Linked DNA regions of Mus musculus: regions 2 and 3 are each linked to region 1. Evidence: chromatin contacts called from public ChIA-PET and Hi-C data. All regions are on one chromosome and are shown on one strand. The core of a region is the stretch at or near the end of the contact, and the rest is flanking DNA. Distances in the headings are between cores, read along the strand shown.

The links. Hi-C and Micro-C count contacts between places; a contact is called where the count stands out from the background. ChIA-PET counts read pairs in DNA pulled down with a chosen protein or histone mark.
Region 2: a contact with region 1 is called in an RNA polymerase II ChIA-PET map of memory CD8 T cells, with 12 times the contacts expected there. The contact joins two enhancer-like sites. A contact is called at or near these places in 5 of 484 Hi-C or Micro-C datasets (the C2C12 cell line, CD4 T cells, embryonic stem cells and 2 more) and 4 of 115 datasets of contacts at active chromatin or transcription factors (T-cell acute lymphoblastic leukemia, kidney, memory CD8 T cells and 1 more).
Region 3: a contact with region 1 is called in a Hi-C map of uterus, with 2.3 times the contacts expected there. The contact joins two enhancer-like sites. A contact is called at or near these places in 1 of 39 promoter capture datasets (the 3T3-L1 cell line), 15 of 484 Hi-C or Micro-C datasets (the AML12 cell line, Th2 cells, beige adipocytes and 9 more) and 6 of 115 datasets of contacts at active chromatin or transcription factors (T-cell acute lymphoblastic leukemia, bone marrow-derived dendritic cells, embryonic stem cells and 3 more).

The regions. Positions count from the first base shown.
Region 1 is chr8:128,487,343-128,491,082 of GRCm38.p6, forward strand. Nrp1 (neuropilin 1) reads left to right here. Exons shown (of 17, transcript NM_008737.2): 12 at 555-614. Gm32643 (a long non-coding RNA gene) reads right to left here. Exons shown (of 7, transcript XR_003947627.1): 1 at 1,031-3,740. Among named protein-coding and RNA genes, the nearest start is that of Gm32643, 3.8 kb to the right of the region's middle. Within about 2 kb of position 1,364, at least 62 of the 459 cell types and tissues checked have an H3K27ac peak or open chromatin away from gene starts, as enhancers often do. A contact at or near this core is called in T-cell acute lymphoblastic leukemia, kidney, memory CD8 T cells and 2 more, where this site is marked.
Region 2 is chr8:127,961,662-127,965,581 of GRCm38.p6, forward strand. No RefSeq gene overlaps it. Among named protein-coding and RNA genes, the nearest start is that of Gm32590, 160 kb to the left of the region's middle. Within about 2 kb of position 1,395, at least 56 of the 459 cell types and tissues checked have an H3K27ac peak or open chromatin away from gene starts, as enhancers often do. A contact at or near this core is called in T-cell acute lymphoblastic leukemia, kidney, memory CD8 T cells and 1 more, where this site is marked.
Region 3 is chr8:127,837,215-127,841,362 of GRCm38.p6, forward strand. No RefSeq gene overlaps it. Among named protein-coding and RNA genes, the nearest start is that of Gm32590, 34 kb to the left of the region's middle. Within about 2 kb of position 1,322, at least 11 of the 459 cell types and tissues checked have an H3K27ac peak or open chromatin away from gene starts, as enhancers often do. A contact at or near this core is called in uterus, where this site is marked.

The DNA of each region.
Region 1 (3,740 bases), core at 114-2,613:
GTTTTTTTTTTTTTTAAGTAAAGCTGTTAGAGTTGGGACTATGGATCAGTTGATAAGGGGCTTCCTGTCAAGCCTAAGGACCTGAAGTCAGCCCCTAGAATACACACACACACACACACACACACACACACACACACACACACACACAAAGCTGAGTATAGTACAAGCTTGTAGGTAGATAATGGGTCCCTGGGACTCACTAGCCAGCCAATCTAGCCTACTTGTGTAACCCTGTTTCAAAGGAGCCAAGTGATATTTCTGACATGACACCGCAGATTATCTTCTAACATCCACATGCACATGCTCCTGCACACTTAATGCAAATCTTCACACACATGTAAACATACACAAAACATAGCATGCATAAAATTAAAACAATCTTATGGTAATGTTGTTTGAATTAGATAGACTAAGATTCAGTCAAATGTGATTGGTCCTGGAAGGAACTAAAGTAAGAGTTTTCTGTGAGAAATGTCTAGAGATGTGAGCTTGAAACATTGTTGCACACTGCCTCTGTTTTCTTATTTTGGTATGCCGCTGCTCTTATTTTTCAGGAGGCACCACTGTCCTGGCCACAGAGAAGCCAACCATTATAGACAGCACCATCCAATCAGGTATCAAAATCTAATGTGTCTATATTCCATGTACCCCTTCCAATCCCACTTACCAAAATAGCATCACTGAGCTTCCTGGCTTCAGTTGCTCTAAAGGCCTAGGAGAACAGCAAAGCTGTAAAAGCCACATGCTTTTGGTACCCAGTAAGCCCCAATGAACAGGGTTCCCTTCCTCATCAGTCATTGCTGAATGACATGTCCCAGCTACCCCCCTCCCCCCAGGGAATTGAGAGACATACTTTGTTTAATTACAGCACAGCTCTGATGTGGCCTGTGTTTGCAAACTAGAAGAAGGAAAGAAATCTCACAAGCCACAGCCTAACTATTTATTTTCATCACCATTCTGCAAAATCAAGAAGCGCAAAGTTTGTCTGTTGTGCCTGCCACAGAGTTGGCAGTTTTACAACAGCACTTACCACAAGACTGGCTCAGGAAACCAAGGTTTACACTGTGCCCGGGCTGAGAAACACCCTGGGAGCATCCCCCTTATCCTTTAGCTCAGAGGAAAACCCAAGGACTCTGTCCGCCCAACCGTGCGTGCGGGTTATCAAAGGCTGCCCTCTTTTGTTTTCTGTTAGTATTCTGTGACATTCTTCCCCACAGACTCACATGAAGGGAAGCAGTTGTATAAGCAACCAGAGGTTTTTTTTTTTTTTTTAAATACTTTAGAGTTAATCATTAGAGGAAGGTGAGAGGGTCAGCTTCCCAGATTCTTCCATTTCCTTTATTGAAGTTCACTCAGCCTTGGCCTCTGCAGTCATTTATTAATGGACCGTGTGGTGTGTATCGGTGTTTCCTCCACACTGACTGCCTCACAGAGGACTAGAAAGGACTTCCCTAATTAGCATGCTTCCTTAAAGGCCACTGTTACCATTGACCTAATTAAACTGTAAGACAAACTTCTTTGGAACTTTCCCCCAGTTTTCAGGAGTTCAGCTGACAAAACGCTTGCTCCCGCATCCCAAACCCCTCAGACGTTAGGCAAAGGAAATCCCCCAAATGCTGTGTTCCTGCTCATACCTGTTGTAATTTGACTTTAGTCACAGTGTCTGTCTGCAGATATTTTACTCTTCCCTGTCTGTTACCAGGAGGACGGCCCTGGTCTGCAAATGGGGCTTCTCTGTGGGGGTGAAGCTGTAGGACTATGACTCTCAATATACTGTCTTTGGCCCTCTATCAGAAGAGGATGAAGGGAGTATATGAAGTTGTGATGACGCCATGTACATTTTAGTTGCTCATCTAGTTTCTTTTCTTGCCAGAAGTGATTAGAAGCACCCTGAAGTAGTCTCTCTACTGCTTCGTTAGTCTCTCATCTCCTCTATTAAACGAGCATGGCTATCTTCAAAAAGCATGAAAGTGAGAGTCATGGTGACCACACCAGGAGAGGTTTTGATAACACATTTGCTTTCAACAGGACCTCTTGGTCATGCTTGTGAAGGTCTTATAAACAAGGGGCTGTCAGCCCAATCTTAGCATTCACCAAAGTCAGAGGGCAGGTGTACAGCGCATGAATCCATAAGATTTGTTACTACCACCATCTAGACAAAGACTGGTTCTAACAGCCTGGCTGATCATAGAGATAGACAATGTCTATATGGTTTCCTGTTTATTCCATTGTCTGAGTTATAAATCTGGTCTTCAGCTCCTCACTGGAGGGTCATGAACTGTTGACCTTTAAAAGCTATCTGTTCACTGCAACCTTCTGGTTAGGTCACTGCATGGGCCTCACAGAGATGGAATGTGCTTCCAGACAGAGGTCTAGCTCAAGGTGAGGCTGACCACACCTAAAACTTGATGCATTACAGGCCTCTCACACTTCACAGATGGCCTCAGACAGACCCTATGTCTTCATCAAAATTCTGTTTACCTGAGCAGTTACAAACTAAGCAAAATCTTAAGATTCTGTTTTAAGAACTGAGTGGGTATCTCAGTAAGTGTATGCAAGCACTTACCCCTGCTGTGCAAGCATGAATTCCTGAGTTCCATCATCAGAATCCACACAAAAGCAGAGTATATGGAGCATGCTCAGAGATAGAGACAGGCAGATCGCCATGGCTCACTGACTAGCAGGCTTGGCCTACATGGCAAGTTCCAGGCCCCAGTGAGAGCCAATCACAAAACACAAGATGGATGGTGCCTGAAGAATAACATTTGAAATTGACCTCTGACTTACACATAGATATACACACATACATGAACATGTGCATACACACACACACACATAGAGGAGAGAAATTTATCTTGAGGATTCTGATCAATACAAGAAACTCAGCAGGAATACAATATCCATATACTGCCTAGGTTGCTGTCATTAGAGGCATAAAAGGGTATTCATGCTTGGACAGACCCCTCTGTTTAATGCAGTTCTCTTTACAAAGGACTTTGACCCTCTGAGGGTCTTTCCACATCCTCACAGCAGCTCACAGTATGTTGGTGACTTATGATTGTGTGGGCTTCCATATCCCTCTTGCTTGGACTTTAGGACCAGCTGATAACCAAGCAGTGATCATACTAGATAGGAACCTCGACTTGAAAATTAAATCCTTGCTCACATCCTGTGCTTAATGACCCAACTGCAGGCAAGATCCTTTCAGCAGCACAGCTGGCATTTGCTCACAGAGGCCATAAATTTGTTTTAAGTTCAGAATATTGTTTCCTGCTATTTTTAAGAAGGGATTTAGTCCAATTATTACTATTGAATTTAATGAGAACTGTGCACAACTCCAGGGCCTGAGTAATAATTTAAAAGCTTAGCCATCAGGGTCCCTGCATCTTCATATCTTTCCTCTACTCAACTTTCTTCTCTTCTTTCTCTGTCTTTTTCTTCTTCTTTCCTGATCCTTATGCAGCTTTTTGGCTTTTTGTTTTTTGTTTGTTTTTGGTTTTATTTGTTTGTTTTTCCCTCTACAAATGTCTGTTGATACTTTGGATGATTGGTCACCTTCATATCCAAGGTGAATTGTCAGCACTGAATTCTACAATCCAGATCCCAGCCCCACTGAAATGCATTGATTTGTTTTTTTTTTAATTTTTTGGCCATTTCTAAAATGCTAAGTTCATATGCTTTACAATGTCATCAGAATGTTAGCCAACATAATGCACAGTGTGGTTTTCTGGGCCAGAGAG
Region 2 (3,920 bases), core at 145-2,644, 530 kb before region 1:
CTGGATCCCCAGCAACAATCAGGAATTTGCCTTGTTTTGATTTAGCATTTGTGTTAATGCATTCAAGTATGTCTGAGAATATGAAAATGGCACCTGGTGTGCTCTGAGAAAATGCTTCTGTGCTTCAGGAAGAGGCAATGAGGGGAGACAGGGGCTGAACCTCAGGCTTCATTGAAGATCATTGAGGATAAACACCTTTGGTTTCTAAGAATAAAACAAAGCCAATGGGAGGAAGCCAATACAGATGCACAGACTTTCTGACAGGTAACGTGCACCTTAAGGAAATCCTATCCACAGGAGTTTCTTTGGAGATATTTTTTGAACCAAACCAGGTCTTTATTACATAACTGTGCTTGTATGCAAATTCTTTACACATACTTGAGCATGCCCACACATGTGCATACACACACACATAACATGCATGTGCTCACATGCACATAAATCTAACTTCAAATGCTTTCATTCATAGGTTTAACTTTGCTGATATGTCAAGGCCGTCAAACGGTAGATATTGCTTTTGGAATTATGTCTGCCTGAGCAGAGCACATTCAGGCCATTCTGCAAGAGTACATGGAAGGCAACAATGTTATCTTCAAACTCCTTGAAGCAATTGCTCCACTCTAGGCCTGACACCAGCACCTTTTCCTTTGTGTAACTGACACCTGGCACCTCACATAGTTAGCTTATGACACAAGAACAAGCAAGGCAGGAAGGACCCTTCTCCTTGGAAGACCTGAGGATGACACATACATATGCTGAGAAAAGCCATTAGGTTACTTTAAACATATAATGTCTTAGGCACTTTCCTTGTTGTGGCCCAATAGCTGTCAAGGGAAGAGGATATTTGGGGGTCTTGGGTGTAATAATGCATTCCCTCATGGCAAGGAAGGGATGGAGCCAGGCATTTGAGTTAGTTGGTCATTTTGCGTTCATGTCAGTTATTAAGCAGGGCAGGTACTTTTCATAGGTAGCCTCCTTTGTACCTTTATTTTAGATAAAACTTCATAGTACAAACTGGGCATGCCCAGGCACATGCTTATAAACTGAGCATGCTTAGGAATGGCCTATCTCTATATGAATATGTCTACACAACCACCACCACCAACCCCACCACTCCCACCACCCCCACTACCCCTACCATCCCCACCACCCCCACCACGCCCACCAGCACCACCACCCCCAGGAAAATTGCCATGCTTAGTCAGTTCATAATATTGCTTTGGAAAGAACTCTCAGTATTCCTTGCCTCTGTAGGTAAGAAATCTTTCTCCATGCATCTTTATCCTGGTTGTGTTTATTTTGGCTTTGAACTCACTAAGATGTGAATTCACTGAGTTGGATTGTGTTTGTGGTCTGGAGACAAAGAGCAGACAGGAAGTGGGGCTCGGTGATAAGATCTCAAGCCCTCCCCCAAATGACTCACTTCCTCCAACCAGGCTCTATCTCCTAAAGCTTCTAGGACCTTCTAAAACAGTGCTTCAAGCTGGGGATCAAGCATTCTTTGGAGGATACTTCACATTCAAGACACAGCATGCAGCATTTCCTAGACTTGCATCAAATCTAATAAAGAGAGATAAAATGATTGTTTTTTTTATTTGCTTGTTAAAAAATATCCAGAACTTATCATCTTTTCATTTCATTTCTTTCTTTTGTTTTGCCTAACCCATTCAGCTTATGAAATTTTAGTCTATATTGTCCCTGTCACCTCTATTAGAAGTCATCACCCATGAAGAGATAACTGTCACACCGGCCATTTTCATTTCCTTGCTCATTTTACAAATACATGGGTGAATCTGACCGGTGTGGCTAAGATGTATTGTGAGTAAAGGAGAATTTACAGTAGTGTCTAGAGGACAAGTGGCTCCCTGACCCTCTATCCAGGGCTGAGAAATTCAAAACCCCCGAAAACCAAACCAAACCAAACCAAAAAACCAAAACAACATCAAAAAAACCAAACCAAACCAAAACCCTCAGCTTTACTGGTAAGTAAGTGGAAGGGGACCATACGGATCCGTGAACTCACTTTACACTGAAAATACACATTCTGGTTCAGCTAGGGTTATAAGCATTCAGTTGAGTTTTCAGGTGCACCAGGGAAACTCCATGGCCTGCAGAGCTCTCTTCGGACAGATTAATACATTACTAAATGCTCACTGGAGCTCTGCCAAGAGGGATATAAACAGCAAAAGGACTCACTCTATGAGTATCTGTCTTTTTGCCAAATCGTACACGGAAAATGTATTTAAGGGAAAAAAGTGATAGGAGGAGGATGTGTTTTTATTACATGTATGCTCATCAAATCCCAGCTCTGGAAAACCCATTAAAAACAACACGAAGTATTTAAAATCAGCAGCAATCACTTTGGTTAGTTACTGATTTACAAGATTAAAAACATTTTGAACTGAAGAGGAAGGTATATTAATAAACACTGGATCCTGGAACAATCCTCAATGATTAGTGTCAGGTCTTTCCAGAGTGGGGTTCATCCTTCAGGGAAGTGAGAAGGAGGTGTTAATATTTGAGGAGTCCCTAGAAACTGAGTGGAGTGCTTAACCCTTGAGTCCTTAAGATGACCAGTGCTAGGTTTTAGCTTGCTAAGCTCCTGTAAAGCCACGTCTCAAGCTCTGTTTACATCATGAGAACCTGCCTGGTCTGTAGGAGAGGTGTGCTCTATGTGCTCTGTCTGTTCAGTTTTGTCTCTTGGTGTAAAGTGTAAAGGTTGGTAGAGGCTCAGGAACCCCCATACCAAGTTCTCAGCACAAAGAGGATTTGTTTGACCCAGAAGGACAAAAAGCAGGGAATAAGAGACAGAGACAGGAGATAAAGGATGGGGAAGAAGGAAAGGGGACAAAGGAGAGGAGGCAGAGATATTTGTCCTGGAGTCAGAACAAAGGACGACTTCTGGATAGAGAGGAGGCAGACCTGGCCTGTAAGCAAATGGTGGCTTATAAAGGTACAACAGGAAATCCCATGTTACAATAAGGTTTTAAATTTTGATTAGGCATGCTAATTAGGGCAGACAACGGAGGCATTTATTGTTGGACTTCAATACTTTGATAGCTGAACCTGGGTAGTCAGCCTCAGCAGGAGGAAATGGTCAAATGAAGGTATAATCCTTCACGGCTAGCTTTAAGAATGTAATCAGTTGGCTTTTAGTAGGACAGAGGGAATAGAGAAGAAGGGCAAGGCCTGTTAGTGCCATGTTTGCCAAATTTGCCATGTTTGCCACACTCAGGCTGGCCAGAGTCCCTCCACTAGAAACTCTCAACACCATAGAACTTAGAGCAGGGACAAGTGCCCAGGCATGACTCAGCATATCCAGGTCTTACCCTCTGGAGTGCTCATCTATACTTGATTTGTCCTTATTTGTACTTATCCTGCTCTAAGATTTCAGAGGAAAAACAGCTGTATTTTCTCAGCAATGGAGCTTTGTTGGTCTATGTTGTAAATAGCTATGGCAACTCTGTAACAAACTCACATAGAAAGGGAAGACAGTAGGCTGTAGTCAACCTTCAAGAATAAATGCCTGAGTTGAGCATGTTCTTATGAGACAGAGGTAGAATCACGTGTGCAGGTTATCCTTAACTACACGGCAAACTTAAAGCCAGCCTGGATGATGTAAGACCCTATCTGAAACAAACAACAAACATAACTCAAACAACAACAAACAAATAAAGAACACAGCGCTTGAATAAACCATGCAGTTTCATGCCATGTAGGGTGCAGGACCAACAAAGCCTAACCTGTTGAGTGTTTCACACTGGGGTGTAACTGACAAGGAGTACATAAAGGTTGGGCAGTGGTGTTAGGACAGGAATGCATAAAGAAGGTCGTATGTGAGTGTCAGGCTCTGTGCTCTAATGCTCCTGGAAAATGTGACTAATTCCTCCATTATTTCCTCAAGGCCACAGTGACTCCAT
Region 3 (4,148 bases), core at 72-2,571, 650 kb before region 1:
AAGTAACTAATACAATGAATGATATAGAACATAGGGAAAGACCTCTTTGCTTGTTGTGTCCATGAGGACACCATGTGGCATAAATCCAAAACCACATCAACAGGTCTGGTTTCTCTTCTCAGTGGTTCCTGGTGACTAAAATAATCAGTTATGGCTATGGGCTTGGTCTGCCTTCCTATAAATGATATCTTTAGACCTGTGCCTTATACTATGGCCTCAGTTGGAAATGAAGACATCATAAAGTTACAATGAGGTCATAAGGTCACAATGAAGGTCATATATTGTGATGAAGTCATTATTACAATGGCATGAAATCACAATGAGGTCACAAAGTCACAATGAGATCATGAGTTACACTGTGGTCTGAAACTCATGATATGGTTATGATCAGAATGAGGTCATGAATTATAATGAGGTCATGAATTATGGTGATAAATTATGGTGAGGTCATAATTATAATGAGGTCATAATTATGATGATGTCATAAACTATATTATAAATTATTGTGCCATATAGGGTTAGGGTGATCTTAAGTCCAGGGACAGATGTTATAAGAAGGGAAGAACACACACATGTACACACTTACACATATGTGCAAGCAATATCTGAGGAGTATGACTCAGTGCTGGCTCTTACTGTTTCAGCCTAATATGGGCCATCGACATAAAGAAAGTGAATGCATAAATGAACAAATAAACACGTGGGTAATTAAGTGATGCCAGGGAAGACAGAGCTCAGGGTCAGGTAAGTATGGGAATTGAGAACAAAAGACCAAAAAGTGAGCCATGCAAAGCTCTATGAAGAGTCTACCAGGCAAAGAGACTATCGAGTAAAACCCTTGGGTTGGGAAGAACTTGATATAAGCAATGGTCAGAAAGAAACTGACCACTGGAATGGAAGGGGAGGTTTCAGAGACTTGGACCCCAAAACTCAGATTATGGAGATCTTGCCAGTTATAATGAATTTGACATTTAAAAATTCTAATGGGAAGCCTTTAACAAGTGGGTTTTGTGAATGTGTGAATCTGAGTCTATCTGCCAGGGCAGAAGCAATTGTTGGCATATTTTCCTTATAGACTCCAAGCTTAAAGATAAAGGTGAGGATCCCAAACATAATTGCAGATCTAGAAGATGATTAGCAGGCTGCTGTCTCCTCACTTGCTATAACTGGAGACTTCTAAGCAGCAGGTTCCCTCCCCAGTAGACTTCTTGCTAGTAAGAGAAGACTCTGGGCCTCCCTTGCATCTGCCCTGGCCTGGAGGAGTGTCTAATATGAGCAAAAACATGATGTGCTAAGATTTCTGCTGCCAAGAACACAATGAAATCAGTAGTGGCCCTGCCCTGAGGAGCTCACAGTCTCAACATGGTGTGAGCCACAGTGTGTTGTACATAGTGAGTGAGAAGCACAGAAAGAATGTTGCCCAGAGCAAAGCAATCCTGGTTCTACATAGAAGTGATTTCAGATGACATGTTTCAACTCAACTCAGATCATCTCCAGAGAGGCTTTGCTGAGAGAAAGAAAAAAAAAAAAAAGCCAAGGGTTGTTTGGGTTGGAAAACAACCTGAAGTGCATCCCCAAGTCTTCTGATGTCTTTGTTTTGAAAATGAACAGAAGATCTCCCAGCATTTGAGTTTTGATATGCATTACATGGGCAAGCCTTCTACTGACTTACAAATTTGTCAGGCAGAGTTGGAAAGCCACCTAGTTCTCTATTATCTGATAAATCTGGAATTAGCATATCTCAGCAAAATGATTTTTTTTTTCCTCTTTAAGCTACTTCTTTTCAGGACTGTGGCAAAGTCATTTCTGGAACAAATGAGTGAAACTGAAGCCTTTTAAATTTTTTTTCAGTGTTAGGTTATAAACTGAAAGATGCAGGAAGAGATGCTAAGATCCAGTTCTTATTGCCTGTGTGCTAATGATGGATGATGAAGCTGCTAGTCCCAGTGCCCCAGCAGAGGAATCAGAGGGGAAAAATATCTAAGCAGCTAAGCCCCTCTAAGAGAAACAAAATTTAACTCAAATGGATCACATTCCAATTATCCTCAAATGCATTGGTGTTTCAAATTGCCTACTCAAGAGCATGGGCTGGCATAGTGCAGGAAGACTAGGGGAAAGAATATGAAGACTACAGGAAAAAAGAGGCAGAATAGCAGTCAGCTGAAGAAATGGGCAACTGAGCATGTACATCTCCAAATGAACCGATGGCCCTGGATCTCTACTGACAGTGTACTGGAAGGTGATTTGTCCGACCACATGAAGTATACAGGCATGGAAAGATCTGTGCCCCAAAGCACATAGTCTTCCGCAAAGCCCCTTGTTCTGCTGCAGATCTGTGCAGTAAATATGTGAGGTAGTGGCATAGGAGACTGTCACAGAGCATGTGAGAGGAGCAGACAGCAAGGTGGGTCCAGCTTGGCCCTGCCTGTCACATAGCTTCCTCAGTGTCATTCAAAGAAGAGAAGATCATTAAAGTGGGGGTTTGTGGGCTCTGCTCAAAGATAGGATGTGTAAACAAAGAATTCCCCAAAGTCCTTGAGATATTTTACATTTTCATAACAGCCACAAAGCCTCAGTCAAAGGGCAACAGGCTTGGCAGAAATGAAGATACTGTAAAGAGACATTTGTGTCTCAGTCTAACTGCCAGACTGCTGAAACAATGGTCCAAGGAAATGGGAATTTCCCTAGAAATCTCATGCTGGGAGGAGGAAAAGGCTCTAGTCAGAGAAAGGGCTTGTCTCCCAGAAAATGATATTATAGAGTTTTTAACAACTTTTCAGGCCACTTTAGAGGATGAGCCTAAAGCCCACACAATGATAGGTCAATGGTAGGGAGGACCACACATTGGCTTAGCCTACTTAGATGTGCATACTCCTGTCACTCTTTTTAAACTTTTCAAGCCATTTCAAGACTCTGAAAATGGACTTGAGAAGGTCAGTGGGTTGAATAAATCTCCTTTTTTACTACTAATTTGGCTTTTTCAAATTGCCCTAACAAGTAGTTGAACTCAGCTTCTCCAGTTAAGGATTGTGACACCAAGTTAAATGATAGTATTAAAGAGAAAACGCTGAATACTCAGTATGCTTTGTTTATTTTTGTTTTTAAGACAGTAGAGTTATATCACCTGGCTGATTTTGAACCACTGGCTCTCAACAATGGTCTGGTCTCAGTCTCCTAAGTAACTGCTGAAATGATGGACATTAATCATTGTGCCCAGATTAAGTTTCAAAAAATTTTTTAAAAGGAGGAGGAAGGAAAGGAGGGGATGGAGGAGGAAGATAAAGAGAAGGGTCAGGAGAAAGGGATAGGGAGAGGGAGAAGAAAAGAAGAAGAAGAAGAAGAAGAAGAAGAAGAAGAAGAAGAAGAAGAAGAAGAAGAAGAAGAAGAAGAAGAAGAAAGCAAAAAGAAGAGGAGGAGGAGGAGGAGGAGAAGGAAGAAGGTTGATTTTGATTATTTTGGCCTTGTATTTATCTGTTTCTGTCTCAACTTCATCTAGTCTCGAGGACCTACCTGACAGCACAACTGCTGACTTTTGTGGTAGGAAAAGGGGAGCAAATGACAAGTGGCTCTTACTGCATGTGTCTGAAGAGTGAGCTGCTTCATTTGTCTTTACTGGGCAGAGGCAACTCTGTGGCTACATCCAATTTTAGGACAGCTAGGAGGCATGGTTTTACCCAGGGCTCAGGAGAAATCCCAGGAGATATTCTCAGTGACATAAATGACTACCAAAGGTATATAGAACGAATATATGCTGGTGACTAGGGACAGCCAGGGAAGGTAGCAGCAATATTCTGCATGGCCTTTTTAAATTCCTTGTGTACAGGCTATGCTTTGTTATGCATGTGTCTGTTTGTCCTGTAAATACATGTGCACCTGAGAGTAGAAGACTAACTTTGAACACAGAGAACTCTAAGAACAGAAAACAAATCTCGACAGTTCCCTACCCCACTTTTCCAATGAGTCTTGCAGGCAGGGAAGTTGGGCTGTCCAGGTTGTTTGTTCAGGATCCCTCTGCTGGGCTCAAAAGGGCCATAGATGGCTCTGGATATATCTAAGGTACTTTTCCAATCCAAAAGAAACAGAGGGAGGAATAGAATTTCTTGCTCAGGAAGCAGGCTTAGTTGTTCCTCTCTCCAGAGGTAAAAGGT